2 separate regions of the Ovis aries genome follow, and region 2 is linked to region 1. The links are chromatin contacts, called in public Hi-C maps. All regions are on one chromosome and are shown on one strand. Each heading gives the region's core, a stretch centred on a gene start, on an enhancer-like site or on the middle of the called end of the contact. The rest is flanking DNA. Distances are from core to core; before and after follow the strand shown. Region 1 overlaps DNAJC18 (DnaJ heat shock protein family (Hsp40) member C18). Region 2 has its middle 16 kb from the start of PSD2.

The links. Hi-C and Micro-C count contacts between places; a contact is called where the count stands out from the background.
Region 2: a Hi-C map of hypothalamus shows a contact between it and region 1, with 6 times the contacts expected there. The contact joins two enhancer-like sites. A contact is called at or near these places in 5 of 16 Hi-C or Micro-C datasets (blood, hypothalamus, mixed tissues and 1 more).

What each region holds. Positions count from the first base shown.
Region 1 is chr5:48,346,847-48,353,987 of ARS-UI_Ramb_v3.0, reverse strand. DNAJC18 (DnaJ heat shock protein family (Hsp40) member C18) reads left to right here. Exons shown (of 8, transcript XM_027970295.3): 7 at 245-417; 8 at 5,360-7,141. The coding sequence ends at 5,484. Among named protein-coding and RNA genes, the nearest start is that of SPATA24, 9.8 kb to the right of the region's middle. Within about 2 kb of position 4,022, at least 24 of the 54 cell types and tissues checked have an H3K27ac peak or open chromatin away from gene starts, as enhancers often do. A contact at or near this core is called in hypothalamus, where this site is marked.
Region 2 is chr5:48,607,087-48,614,227 of ARS-UI_Ramb_v3.0, reverse strand. No RefSeq gene overlaps it. Among named protein-coding and RNA genes, the nearest start is that of PSD2, 16 kb to the left of the region's middle. Within about 2 kb of position 4,642, at least 25 of the 54 cell types and tissues checked have an H3K27ac peak or open chromatin away from gene starts, as enhancers often do. A contact at or near this core is called in hypothalamus, where this site is marked.

The sequences.
Region 1 (7,141 bases), core at 2,773-5,272:
GGAGATGACTCATTTAAGAGAATAAAGTAAATATGCTGAGACTGAATCCACTTGAACATGCTCATAGAGTAGCGACAATGACAACATTGCACTTACTGCTTTGCTTGGGAAATAATGAATGTTGTTGTGTTAGAAATGGTATCTGCATCTATGAAGAGGTGAGTGATGATGATATCAGCGAGGCCAGCGCTAAGAGTGATATTTCCAAATATAACAAGCACACCTGAGCCTCTCCTTGTTTTAGGACCTTGGGCCACACCATTTCTAGAGAAACCCAGAACCTACAGGTGCCTTACTTCGTGGATAAAAACTTTGACAAGGCCTACAGAGGTGCATCTCTGCGTGACCTGGAGAAGACGATAGAGAAGGATTACATTGATTACATCCAGACCAGTTGTTGGAAGGAGAAACAACAAAGTAAGAGGCTTAAAAGGGGCTGTTAAGCAAGGTGCCACCCTGAGGGATCCCCAGCGTAATGATCTCTCCTCTCTTTCTAAGCTACTCATGTTTATGTGAACATGGACAGGACAGGGCCCCATTCAGGATATTAGAAATATGATAAAGAGGGAGGCTTACGACAGGATTCATGTGGCCAGGGCTTGAAATCTTTAGGGACTTAGGCAGTACTAGTTGTCTGCCTGTCTGTCTCTGAGTTGCTACATCTGTCTGCCTATCTGCCTTCTGTCCTTTCTTTGCCAACTGCTTTCCTACGTTTTTTCAGGCTCTCCTTCACAGCCTTGATTTGCCCTAGTTTATTTTGGTTGCCACCCTCCTATTCATTCTCCCAGCTTCCCCAACCCCACCAGTCATTGGCCCCTTTCTATGTCACAAGCTTCCTCTTTAAGTAGCTCGCTGCTTTGGTCCATGGTTTCCTGATTCCACATTTCCCAGAGGGAAATCTGATCCAGCCTAACCAAAGTTTGATAGGTTGTTGTTATTGAGTCTGGTGCCCCTTCTCTTCCCCTCCAATCAGCTGTGGCCACACAGAACAAAATTGAGTCTTACTGGAACAGGCCTTCCACACCATTTCCCTGTCTGGAGACAGCGAGGGTGATGGTGTTGGCTTACGATTTGGCTTACGACTCCAGTGAGCATTCATGGGGAATGCTGTAACAAGGCGGCCCTGCCTCAGCCAACAGGCTCCCTTTCCTCCCACTTGAATTCCCCCCACCCACCCACACACACACACACACACACACACACACACAGAGGCATTAGTAATTATATAAAACTTGGCTTTGGTTAATCTTTAAAAAGCAAACTAACTCATTTTTAAAAACTTATCACCGGGTATTATTAAACATCTGACAGTGTCTGATAAATTTAGATCCTCAGTCACAGTGCTACTAAGCGCTTGCTGACCCATCTGCATCCCAACCCCACCCCAAGTTAATCTTTCCTTCCTCTGTGTGTTTAAAGCCCTTCACTCATCCTACTGAGACAGTACCATCCTCACAGTGTTTGTGTCCTCTAGGTACATGACAGCCTCCCTGCTGGACTCTGGGCTCTCTGAGGTCAAAAACCATGTCATACTAATTTTGTGTCCCAAGCCCTTGGCACAGTCTTTGCTTCAGAACAGATGCTCAACAAATGTCTTTTGAAGAGAGGATTCTCAGGACTGGAAAAAGTGAAACTGCTGAGGGCTAGGGATCACTGAGCAGGGCTAGTGTCCTAACGCTGGCCCTGAGGGACCTTGTATCCACACTCTACTCCTGTAGGGTGGAGCCCACCTGACCTCTCAGTGCCTTAGGAGCATAGTGGGCATTGACTTGGATGTAAGGGGGAATTCAGCAGGAGGAGGGGATTGCTTTTTTTTTATTGAAAAAACAAAAAACAAGAGGTCTGGAAGTAACCCTACTCACTGTTAAACTAGGTTTTTCTAGTTTCAAAAACCAGGAAATAATTTTAGAGCAAGATAGAGGCCTTAAAGGCATTATAATTGATCGCCTGATCCAAATCAGGTGAGGGTCAGTGTATGTCCTAAGAGTCTCCATTGTTTTAGGCCCTGAGAGGGTTTTGAATTTATTGCTTTATGCAAGAAATTGATGAAAATATATATTTCTTAAATCCTCCCCCGCCCCCCCGCCCCACCCCACACACACCAGCTAGAACTATGCAAAGAGCTCATAGTTAGGATTTCCTGGTGGCTCAGATGGTAAAGACTCTACCTGCAATTCAGGAGACCCGGTTTTGATCCCTGGGTCAGGAAGAATCCCCTGGAGAAGAAATTGGCAACCCACTCCAGTATTCTTGCCAGGAGAATCCCATGGAGAGAGGAGCCTGACAGGCTACATTCCATGGGGTCACAAAGAATTGGACACAGCAACTAACACTTTCACTTTCATGGAAAGGATTACGCCTAAAGCGGCTTCTAGCCTTGTGTTCCCATCCTCGTGAGGCCTGCTTCCAGGGCTTTGGCACCCTCCAGGTATAATCAAGTGGGTGAGCATGACACGTGTACCCACAAGTTCCAAACCGGGGGTTATCAGCACACACCCCTTAAAAATCTATTTCTGGCATTTAAGGATGGTGGCTGTCCGGAGCCTCCACACAACCCAAGTGCCATTTGAGAACAGGCAGCATCTGCCCTCTGGATCCAACAGCAAGTGCAGCCAACGTGGTTAAATTTAGCACATGGATGGAGGTTGTAAAAATAAACCTGCTTGAGAACAAAGTTCAGTCTTGGCAAAATATCGAATGGAAACTGCTTTAGCAAAGGTTAGCCATTGTCTTTTAAAATCTTTTGTTAATTTCTTTGCTCTGCTCTTCCTTAGAATGCTTCATCAGAGTGAATTTCTGAGTACTCCTTTAGTGTAAACACTGATTGCCCTGTCTACTCCTTCACAGCTGCATCTAGATAATAAAGCCAGTGCTAGGGGAGGTGGCCATGGCCCTGGGCTGGCACAGACCGAAATGAAAGGCAGGACTGCCTCTGGACCTGGCTGAGCGGGACTGAGACCCCAGCCCTGCCTGGCAGAGGAGAACTGTCCATGCTCTGGAGCAGGATAGCAGAGAGGGCAGGAGCTTAGGCTTTCAAATGGGGATAAAATGAACTTCCTCCCAAAGAGGCTGTATGGATTATAGAAGATGACATGAGTGTAACACTTAGCATAGTGTCTAGCATATAGTAAGTGCCCAGATCCTAACAGAATCCAGACCTTGCTTGGCCTTGCTCAACTAGATGTAGCTCTGACTCACATGGCTGGATCATGATGGTGGTTGGGATCTGTCAGGACTCCCATCTGAGCTTTTGGGCAGAGTATTTTGGGAGAGGAGGCTCTGGGACTTGCTTCTCTTGGCAATTTGCCCAAGTCAGTTTACTCTGAAAGCTCAATGCTTGGTTCATCTATTACACTGGCATTCAGGGCAGGGGAAACATTATGCAGAGAAGAAAAAAATGTTCCCTGGATTCTGCCCCTGCCAAAGATTTTGTTTTTCCTTAGAAGTTACTGAATATTAACAGAACTTGTCAAAAGTAACATATTCTTTGAGTTGAGCTTTTGTTCATTGAAGTACAAAAGGATTCAGTGGCTATCTGGAGAGAAGTTTCTCCAACCATGATCATGGGGGTGTGGGGCATGGTTCCTTGAAACACTGTCCTTGTGCAGGGTCACTGCTCTGGAGCAGGGTTCTAAACCTTTGGAGCATGTTTTGAGAAAGCATTCATATATGTGCATGTATATTTTCTTTCATCAGCTTATTACAGTGGTTGTCAGTGTAGAAAATAGAAAGAATCACTAGCCGTTAATGTTTTCTGGAATGAGATTTCAGGCAGTGAGACATTTGGATAAGGTCAGTAACAAAAAAACCCTAAGGAAATCACTTCAAGGAAAAGCTGAGCCACAGAATCTGCTCTACATACTGGTGCAGCTGTGACTCCAGAGGACCACAGAGTCCTCTTGAACAGGTTTCCCACATGCCAAAGCAGCCAGACAAATGGAGTCAGTGCCCAGCTCTGGGTGGAACAAGGCAGCAAGGACTCTCATTTGGGTGCGGCCCATGATCCTCCACGAAGCTGCATCACCCGCGAGGATGCCTGTGCCAAGGCAAGCTCTGGCTGGCACGCAATGCAGGCCCCATGCCACGGGGTGAAAGCACATTGTTCTGGAGCCTAGGAGACTTGCTGCTTGCCAAGCAACTGCTGGGCCAGGGCCCGGGCTCTGAGCCCCTATTGTAGAGGGTGGGTTTTCATGCATCCCCACCCCTCACCCTAAAGTCCTGCACTTAATCTGCACTTTGGGCCTTACTTGGTGTAAACGGAATCATTGTGAGCAGAAATGCCAGTATTTTGTGTTGATAGAGACTTATTCAGAAACCAATGCTCATTGTTCCCTGTGGCTAAGTATTAAGTCCTGTTTCCAGTCAGTTTGCTGATTAATCAGACAGGTGCCTCTCGTTCACAAAGAAAAACAAAATCTGTCAGCAAGGTGATTAAGAATGAGTAGGCATATTTAAGAATGATTAAAATAGCATTTTCACAAGTGTGGGCCTTTAAACACTGAGTAGCTGTCTGCTGTTGAAGATACACAGGCCCTCCAAGCATGCCTTCCTGTTAATACACATCATGTCTCTAGAGGTTCTCTTCAGGCATTCCTTCCTCAGAGTGTCTCTGAAACTATACAAAAGAATAAAAAAGAGAGGTCGCCAAACCGCTGCTGAGTCCAGGAGGACAGCAGAGATTATATTCTGGTTAAAAATAGAATGACCTTCTCCACTATGAGGAGAAAATGAAATATATTTCGTCAAGGAGATAGAGGTCACCAGATCCAGATGATTTCACTTTTAAAAGAATCCAGCTGCCTTTGCCCTTTGAGTTAGGGGCCCCCCATGTGGTGAGGGCATGAAGGATGCAGCCAGCAGCCTGGGCACCTAGAGCAGGCAGGCCCCCCGAGGAGGGCTCTGTGTCCAGCAGCGCATGTGAGTTATGCTCCGGCGACTCGGGAAGGGTGAAGCAGCTGCCTTTGTTTCAGATGACAGGAACAGGCGATCGGACTCCATTCTCTCCCAACTGCCACTTGAATACCATTCGTAGGAAAGCCTTGAAACAGAGTCTCCTCTTACTGCACACGTGCAGGTTTCCTAAGTCTAGTGCCAAATGTTCTATTGATAAGAGCTAAGTCCGGTGCTTTTGTAATGGAGCACAGATACTGTCGGACTCCAGGATCACAGGTGTCCCTTAATCCTTAGCACCTGGTGTGGTATAGCTTCCTGATGCATGTTTCTCGAGTAAATGAGTTTTTTCTTAAATTGAAAGAAAAAGCATTAAATAAAGTAAAAGGAGCTTTGCTTCCAGAAGTATTGAAGTGAAACAAAGGAGCTCAACTCTCTTGATGAATTGGTTACCTCTTTTATCTTTCAGAGTCGGAGTTGACCAATTTGGCAGGATTATACAGAGATGAACGATTGAAACAGAAAGCAGAATCGCTGAAACTTGAAAACTGTGAAAAACTTTCCAAACTTATTGGCCTACGCAGAGGTGGCTGAGAGGCCGATAGTCCTACGCAGGCTCGGGGTTTTGCTACATGTTACTGTTTATGTTCCTAATTCCATTTTATAATACAAAATTAGGAAATGATGAACATTTCACAATTTGCTAACTTTGTTTGGTGGGCAGAGTTGGAGGCGCTTCAGCATGGAGCCAGACTTGTCATCACAGAATCCTTCCTGGGGATTGGCTTCAGGAACAAGGGGCAGGTCATCTAAATTCACGGCCAAGCATTAGATCCAGCCCCCTGAGCCGTACCTACCTGCCTCTAGGAATGTAGTTCACGGCATCCCAGAGCAGATTCCTATTTTCTTCCTTCTTCAGTGAAGTCTCGATACCCAGTCATTCCTAGGCTTAGCCAAAGCAGCTTAACATTGGTTGTTTACAATGTGCAACGAGAATTATACCTCTCCTGCTGTTAGAGTCACCTCCCCACCAGATGCAGCTGTTGTAACCACTCAGCTTTCCATTTTCAAAGGGGAATGCAGAGAAACGCAAACTGTTGTCCACAGTTTTCCATTTGCCTAATCTCTGTTCAGTTACTGGCATTAGCAAACTACCTGATTTCAGTTCCTTTTACTTTCTTAACCCTCTCTCTTACAGAGGGCCCAGAAATTAACAGTTACTGAGTAAACAGTTCAATGGACACACAGAAACAGGGGCCAGTGGTGAAGGTAAAAAGCAAGTCTGAGTCTCAGCTGTTCAGTGCAGTTTCCCTAGTCCATCATAGAACCCAGAGAATGTTCTTTGTCATTTTTCCTTGCAGCATCACACTGAGCTGAGTCCCTATACCCCATAGAGGTACAGTGGTCAGACCTAAGAGGAGGCATTCCCACCCGGCCAGGCTGCTCAGACCTAGAGATAGAGAGGAAAGACCCTTAGTCTGTGGCTTGGGGCCTGGCGGGATCTGGCGTTGGTAGGAGATGCTTTTCTCATGTAGTCAATGTCTGTTAAGTGCCTGGTATGGATGAGACCATCGGCCCACAGAGGCTACATGGTTGACCTGGATCACACAACTGGTTGTGGCAGAGCTAGATGGTAGGCTGATAATCAAGTACAAAGTGAGTGCACATCCCCCTTGCTCAGGTGATTCTAACCATATTGGTAAAAGCAGAAGCTTTCCCAAGGATGCCCCTCCTGCACTACCTCCCAGCCTGGGACCTGGTATCCTTTCTATGGCAGTCCTGCATCCACTCAGCACACCTCACTACACCACTTATCATACCAAACAAAAAGAGGCAACTCTTCCCACTGGTGACAAGGAAGAGGGAAGCCATCGCATGGGCTGTGTGGTTCTGGGACTTCGTGTGGAGGTGAGCTACAGGATTGAGTTGCCCAGATTGTATCATGAATCTGAACCTAGAAGGATCAGTAGGTGACTATAGTCAACACTCCATGTTTTTTTCAGGATGGAAGAAAAGTTCCTGTTGCAAGGAGAGTCTTCATTAAAACTCATTTCCAAAGTAGAGTTTCTTCTTTCAGTGGCAGAGCCATTTAAGCTGTTTAAGCAGACGTATTTAGTATGGTTCTACCTGGGAGCATCCCACAGGGTCAGGAGATGAGTGCAGAGGTAGAGAGTGGGGCTTTGGTAGCTGGTAGGGGACACCTGCTCAGTCCCAGGGAGGGACAGCAGCTCCAGAGATGGCCAAATTTTTG
Region 2 (7,141 bases), core at 3,393-5,892, 260 kb before region 1:
ACCTGCCCTCAGAGGCCTAGTCTGAGGAGGCTCCTTCTTCCCCACCCCACTGCACTCCCACCCTCCACTGCCTCTGTAGGAGCCAGGTTGCTGGCTGATCCCTGTCACAGGGCTTCCCCTCTTCCCTTCACTGCCCCTCAAAAGCAAGCCAAGGAGAAAGAACCCACCTGCCTTGTTCACCCAGTTGGGGTGGCACTGGAAGAGGGGAGACAGAAGCCGCCTACAGCTTCACAACAGCCTGCTTCCGAGGTCCCTCTGCAGGTCCCGACCTTGCGGAGCCCTGTCTTAGGGGGAAGGAGCCAGGAGTCCTCTGGGGCCTGCAGACTGGATGGTTGCACGATAATCAGTGAAGAAGTCCTCCCAGGCCAAGGACAGCATCATCTTCAGGCCTGAGGGGCAGGCCTCCTCCGATGCCGTCCCAAACCCTTGACTCGGAGAAGCAGGACCCCAGGAAGGGCTAAGGCTTCCCCAGCTAGGAGGGACATGATGGAAAAGGAGGCAGTTCCATCTCCTGCCTGCACCCCTGGGTTCAGGGAACTTAGAGCCTCACTCACCACAGTGACTGCACCACAGAAGGACTGCCCAGGGCTGAGGCAGCCCCGGGTCCCCACCTCATAGCTCCCACCCTAAAGCAGACGTGGAGGGGGTCTTTCACCCAGAGCAGGACCCATCAAAAAATGGAAATGCAGGGCCCCTTCCTTGTCCAAAAGGGAAGGAAACAGTGCCTAATATTAATATACATAAAGCTGTTTCCTTTCCTGTGTGGTCTCTCAACTTGTTATGATCATTCTTATCGGCTATTTAATGTCATTCTAAGTAAAGAAAAATTAAAAATTTTAATGACTAGCATGACTTTTACCATTCACCTTTACCTTGTGCAAGGCCAGTTTTAAATGCAAATATAAGGACATTTCACTCAGGTGTAGACTCACTGTTCGCATTTTGTAGCTTGTGCGTGCGCGTGTATTTTATTCTTACCTGAGGGGCAGGAACACTGCACGAACTAAGTCAACTGTCTTTCTTTCGCTCAGTTCGCACACATTCTACCAACCCTGTCTCCTATTGGCCCACTGATGAGGAGGCCTGGAAAGGAAAGGGGACTGAGGGCTGCTCTGCCTCCCCGTGCTGTGTCTTCATGGTCAGGGGAGGGTGTCGGCTTCTCCAAGGAAATAATTTCCAGGTGGGGAGGAAGCCCTGACAAAGAAATGGGGTGGGAAAACCTGAGGAGTTACTCAAGGGCTCTGAAGCTCCAGCCTGGCTGCTCTGAGGGCCTGTGAGAGACGAGGGCACAGGGGTGGGCGCCCTGAGTGCCCTCCACTGGGCCTTATTCCACTCTGACTGTGCCACCCTTGCCTATAACCTTCTGTGGCTCCCCAGTGCCCTCAGGATAAAATCCATAGCACTACTGCTGAGCCCCAAGACCCCACCTCACCTCCTCCCTCTGCTCCTGGCCACGCATCCTGCTGCCACCATAGCACTGCTCGCCCTGAACCCTGGGCTCAAGACCTGCTCTTCTTTCCCTGCACTTAGTACCCTTCTTCCCCACCAGGCCCCTTTTCTGGCAAACTCACACTCATCCTTTGAGTCTTGGCATGAATATCAGCTCTGCTAAGAAGCCTTCCCTTGCCTCCTGACCTGAGTCAGGCACCTCTCCTGGACCGTCACAGGCCCTGTGCTCCTCAGACAGTAGGTGCTTCATAATGGTTATTGAATGAAGCCTGTGGTCTATGCAGTCTCACAGGTCAGGCTGCCAGGCCAGGCAGGAAGGACCAAACAGGCATGACGCACCTCTCAGGCCCCTGTGGCACTTTGCATTTTAGACTTCATGTTTTACTCCCCATCCTGCCCAGGAAGAAGGTGTTCTCATACCTGTGACACAGATGAGGAGACAGAGGGTGGGACGCATCCTCTTTTCTGGTCTCCCCCTGCCCCGCCACCTCCTCACCCACATCCAAGCCCCAGCCAGGGTGACCAGACCCACGGCCTCTCAGCCAGGCCAGTCCAGATGTCTTTTCTCAACCAGCCCCAGAGAAAACTCACTCCCAGCTGGGGCCTGTCCCATCCTTTCTCTCCCTCCCCCCGCCTTCCTCCCCCTCCCCACTTCCTTCCTTCCTGCTCTTGGATATTCCCTTTGCAGGAAAGGCCCCAGGACCCAGGGCAAGGCCCCCAGGTCCAGCTGCCAGGCCAGGACACATGCTTCCTCCATCAACTAGCCCCCTCTGCCCTCCCCTGGGGCCGGAAATCTGATCCAGGCCTAGGGAACAGGAGAGCTCTGCAAGGGGGACAGCCCAAGGTCATCTTGTCCCTCCCTCTGCCTCCAGCCAGAGCACAGCCAGAGGAGCCCTGAAGCGCATCCTGGAGGCTTGGGAGGGGCTTTGTCACTCTGCCTGTGAGTTGCTTATTACCGAGCTCCTCCTCAGGAAAGCCCAGAGCCTGGGTCAACCTCTAGGATCTCACTTGGCTCAAAGAAAGCGCTCAGCTGACAGCACCTCTGATCATTATCTCCCCAACATCATCCTCATCCTATTTAATCCTTATAACTATCCTGGGAAGTAGACAGAGGTTTTAAATCTTCATTTTATAAGTGAGGAAACTAAGGCTCAGGAAGAAAGAAATGACTTGCCCAAGCACCTTCAGAAAGTCTCAAAACTGAGCCCAAACCCAGACCAGACCAGTGGTCTTCATGACCTCACTGCTCAGCCACCCACTCCTCCATTCCTGCGGAAGTTGCTCCACACGCAGATGATCTTTCCACGGATTTGTGGGGAGAAAGTGGTCTCCCCATCCTGTTCCTCTGCCGTCTTGGGACCCGCCCTCCCACCCATCCATTCTTGGTGATTCTGGAATAATTCTTTACCTGCTGGGTGCCTCAGTCTCCCCATCCACACAAGGAGGAAGAAGATGGAGAAGGCATCTCTAAGGACCTATAAATCTAAGGGAACTCACTAATCCATTGAGCAGAGGCTGTGTGTATGCATGCTTTGCATGTCTGACTCTTTGTGACCCCACAGACTGTAGCCCACCAGGCTCCTCTGTCCACAGGATTTCTCAGGCAAGAATGCTGGAATGCACTGTCATTTCCTCCTCCAGGGAATCTTTCTGACCAGGGAATCGAACCCCCATCTCCTACTTGGCAGGCGGATTCTTTACCAATGGCCACCTGGGAAGCCTCCATTGGAAGATACAAGATTTTTTTTTTTTTTTTTAAATGAGGTTGGCACTGTGCTTCTCAGCAACTTCCTTCCCTTCCAGTGTGTCTATAGGGTTCTAGCAACAGCGCTGATGGGAGCTCTTTACATCCTTCAGCACCCAGTCTAGATAACTCCTCCACTGGGAAACCTTCCTTCTTCTGCCCTGTGTGTGCGAATGTGCTCAGTCATGTCCGATTTTTTGTGACCCCATGGAGGCCACCAGGTTCCTCTGTCCATGGGATTTCCCCAGCAAGAATACTGGAGTAGGGTGCCATTTCCCACACCAGATGAGAGGTAGCTAGCTGAGTGCTGTCCTGATGCCAGACCAGATCCCAGATGGTCCTACAGACCAAGGTCACCCAAATCAAGGACAGACTGTAGGAATCTAACTTGGGTCCTACCTGCTATAACTCCATCTATTTTCCCAATACACAGCAGAGAGAAAACCTCACAAAACGGGAGAAGGAAAGGGCAACCCGGTTCTGCCAAAGACTGGGGAAGTAGTCTAGGCTGGTGGGCAGGGGACTGAGGACTGGCAGGTGGGCAGACGCAATAATGGCCTCATTCAGAAGTAGGTGGGTCGATGATGGGGATCCCATGGCTAAGGCTTTAGGGCCAGGCAGGAGCTGCCAGGCCTGGAATAAAGCTGCCTCACCCTACCACCCTACCCCGGGCCCACCCACTCCCCAGTCCTTCTGCAGGCAGTGCACCCTGGATAAAAACCCAAACTGCTGAATCCTTGAATAGAGATCCATTTCTTAGCCAATTCAGCACTTCCCCTCCCACCACCAGTCCCAAGCTCCCTAGCCAATGCTCTCCCTTATCCCAGGCTCCAGTCCCTCTGCCTTGCCACCAGAGAGGCGCCTGGATTGCCAACAACCCCAACCCTCCAACCACCAACCCTCCGCGTGCCAACACCCGGACAGACCCAATAAACTTAAGATATTGGAAGGATGAAGAGAAGGAACGCACCGCCTTGTCCCCGTGCAGCAGCTCAGGGAGCAGTGCTGCGCCATGGCCACCAGAGGGCACGCGCCCCCTCCCAGAGCCATAAGCACGACGGCGGCGGCGGCGGACCCAGCTAACAGAGGATAAGCGTAGGGGTGCGGTCACTCCCGGAAGAATTCCCTGAAATGCAGCCCCATCCTGGGCGCGGACTGAGGCTCGGAAGACAAAGACCTGGGATGCAGCCCCTCGACCTCCACCCGGGCCGCGCCCCGCGCTTCGGTCTTTGGCTGACCAAACGCGCGTCCCCTCCTGGCCACCGACAGCACTGCAGCCTGGCGGAGTTTGGCCCTGGGGATAGAGTGGGGAGGAGGCGCAGATAAGAAGGAAAGGGAGATTTAGCAGCAGCAGACAGTGGTGCACAGTGGGAGTTTACTGGGTTGTGGTGCTTAGCACTGAGTGAATAGGAGTACTGTTAAGGTACTGATTGTAGGGTACTGGCTGGATACGAGGAGGGCACTAGGGGCCACTAGGCAGGTACCTGGACCAGTGGGTCGTCCCTGGTGGATATTGAGGGGGGCACCAAGACTAAACTGAAAGGAAGGCACCACATAGTTACTGGGTAGAAATGGGGAGGGAGCTGGATGGATATTTGAAAATACTAAGTAAACATAGGGGGCTAATGGATACCAACTGGAGGTGTCAAGTGGGTACTTGGAAACACTGGAAGGATTTACTGCCAGGATCCCAGGAAATACTCACTCTGGGAAGATACCAGGTGAGTGCCAAAGACACTGGGTGGGACCTGAGCCCACAGTGGGAAGCACTGAGTTTGTTTCTTCAGGGTACTGGGGATATGTGCATTGCTGGTGAGAACTGGGGATACTGGTAGACACTAGGTGTACTGGAAGTCACTGGTCTTGTACTCATACCCTGGACAGGATGGCACTTCCCCAGCAGTATCTCAGTGCCCCCTTTAAACAGCCGCTAGAGCCTGGATCATTGTACCATTTTCACAGCATGGACTTCGATCAGAGATCTCCCTTGGCCCGTGAGTGTCTCCTGTTCTGACCAGAACCTGTTCCTGACTTCCTGGCTAGAGTAGGGGAGGTGAGGGAATACTGCACATGGACCCAGGACAGAACCCTCCTGTTGTCTACCTCCCCCAGATGGAGAGGGAAGTAAAGGCAGGTCAGCCCCTCATCTCTAGAAAAATAAGGAACCCCCTCCCCAATCCCTCCCACCAGGCTTCGGCCTCCTGGCCCAGCTTGCTGGCTGCTGGGCCGGGAGGGGCTGCCAGGCTCGGCCTCCTGCCCACTGCGGGGCGCCGGGGGAGGGCGGCGCGCGGCTCGAGATGCCGCGTTGCCATGGAGACGCTGCCGCATCCTGACTGCTCCTGGCAACGGGGTCCCGCAGCCAGGCAGGCGCTCGGCGGGGACCCCAGGGATCGGGCGCGCCAGGCTGCCCACGGCGCCGCCAGACCCCTGGGACACGGATACGAATCCCCCACCCACAGATAACCCTCACTCGTCCTCCCACAGCTCACACATGTACCCAGGCGCCCCAGCTGCAGCAGCCCAGGCGGAACTGCAGCCCAAGCCCGCCCTGCAGCCCCTACTCATTAATTCAGCAAACATTTGCCGACCGTCTCAGTGCCAGGCGCGAGATGGCCACTGCGGCTGCTGCGACGAGTCACACGGGGACGCAGCGCCGCCACCCCTCCCTCCCCATCTCACAGCCCACAGAGGAAGCAGACACAGAAACACGCGATCGATACTGTAACCCCAACAACAGCCACCCGCTGACTGCGCTAAGCCCTCCTCATGCAGCACCTCACCCAAACTGTAGGACCCTTGGAAAGCACTGTGAGAACCCTTTTTTAAAGATAAGGAAACCGAGGCACAAGAACTTATTCACCCAAGGCCACATAGTATGGACCCTAACCACTTCCCCACAGGACCCCTGCCAGAAATGTTTCCACGGCATAGTAGTTCCCCACTCAGCTGCGGAGGTTGCGGGGAGAATTTTAGACTAGGAGGCCCCGGAGAAAACGCAGATCTACCAGGCAGAGCAAGAGGAGGCATCCTTGGCCAAAATGACACCCAGAGCAAACACCTGGTGAATTTAGAGTGGCAGGCTGGGTGGGAGGGAGAGCAAGGGCCGAGTATGTGGTTAGAAAGCTGCTGGGAGGCTGATCTGGGCGGCCTGGGTGTGCCAGGCTGAGGGGCCTGGACTCCACTCCTAGAGGAGGAGGAAGGTGTGAGCAAGGGAGGGCGGGTCACTGACTCTTGCTCTGGCAACCATGGGTGGGGGGCCTGGTCCAGAGTGGGGTGAAGCTGGAAGATCGGGGAGCAAACTACGGTCATCACCCCACAAGGGACAAGGATCCAGGCCCCTGGCAGTGGGGTCCAGTTAGGAAGCAGGACACCTCCTTCTTCCCTTCCCACGCAGATTCCTCTGCCTGAATCCGGGGAGTGACCCCGCAGAGCGAAATACATGATAATGTGGAGGCTTCAGGGAAAGCGAGCGCTTCGGGAGGGCAGCAAGTGAGTGACATGAGAGACCAGGGCTAGAGCTCTGGAAGGACTTCCCAGAGGACTGGGTTTGAGTTTCTGAGAGAAGCCAGGGAATCCTTGAGAAGAAAAGAGCCCCTCGCACACCGGGGCACAGAGCGGACAAACTACCCCTCCTTCACGGCTGGTACTCCGTGGCCCGTCCGGCAGATTCCGTTGGGGCACCTCTCCGACAAGGCACATCATCCAGCCCTAACCACCCCCTGCCAAGGTTAGCCTAATTTTTTCCCTTCCATGGATTCAGGTCATTGCTCCCTGTCCTCTCTCCGAGGCGCCGCGGAATGTGACTAATTCCCTCCCTTCATTTACAGGTCCTGTTACCTGGGAGGTATTTATAGCGCGACGGCCTCCCTCCCTCCCTCCCCAGCGACTCAGCCGCTCTCCCCCCAGGCCATCTCTCCCAACCTTTGCTCGCGTCTCTCCCGCCACCGC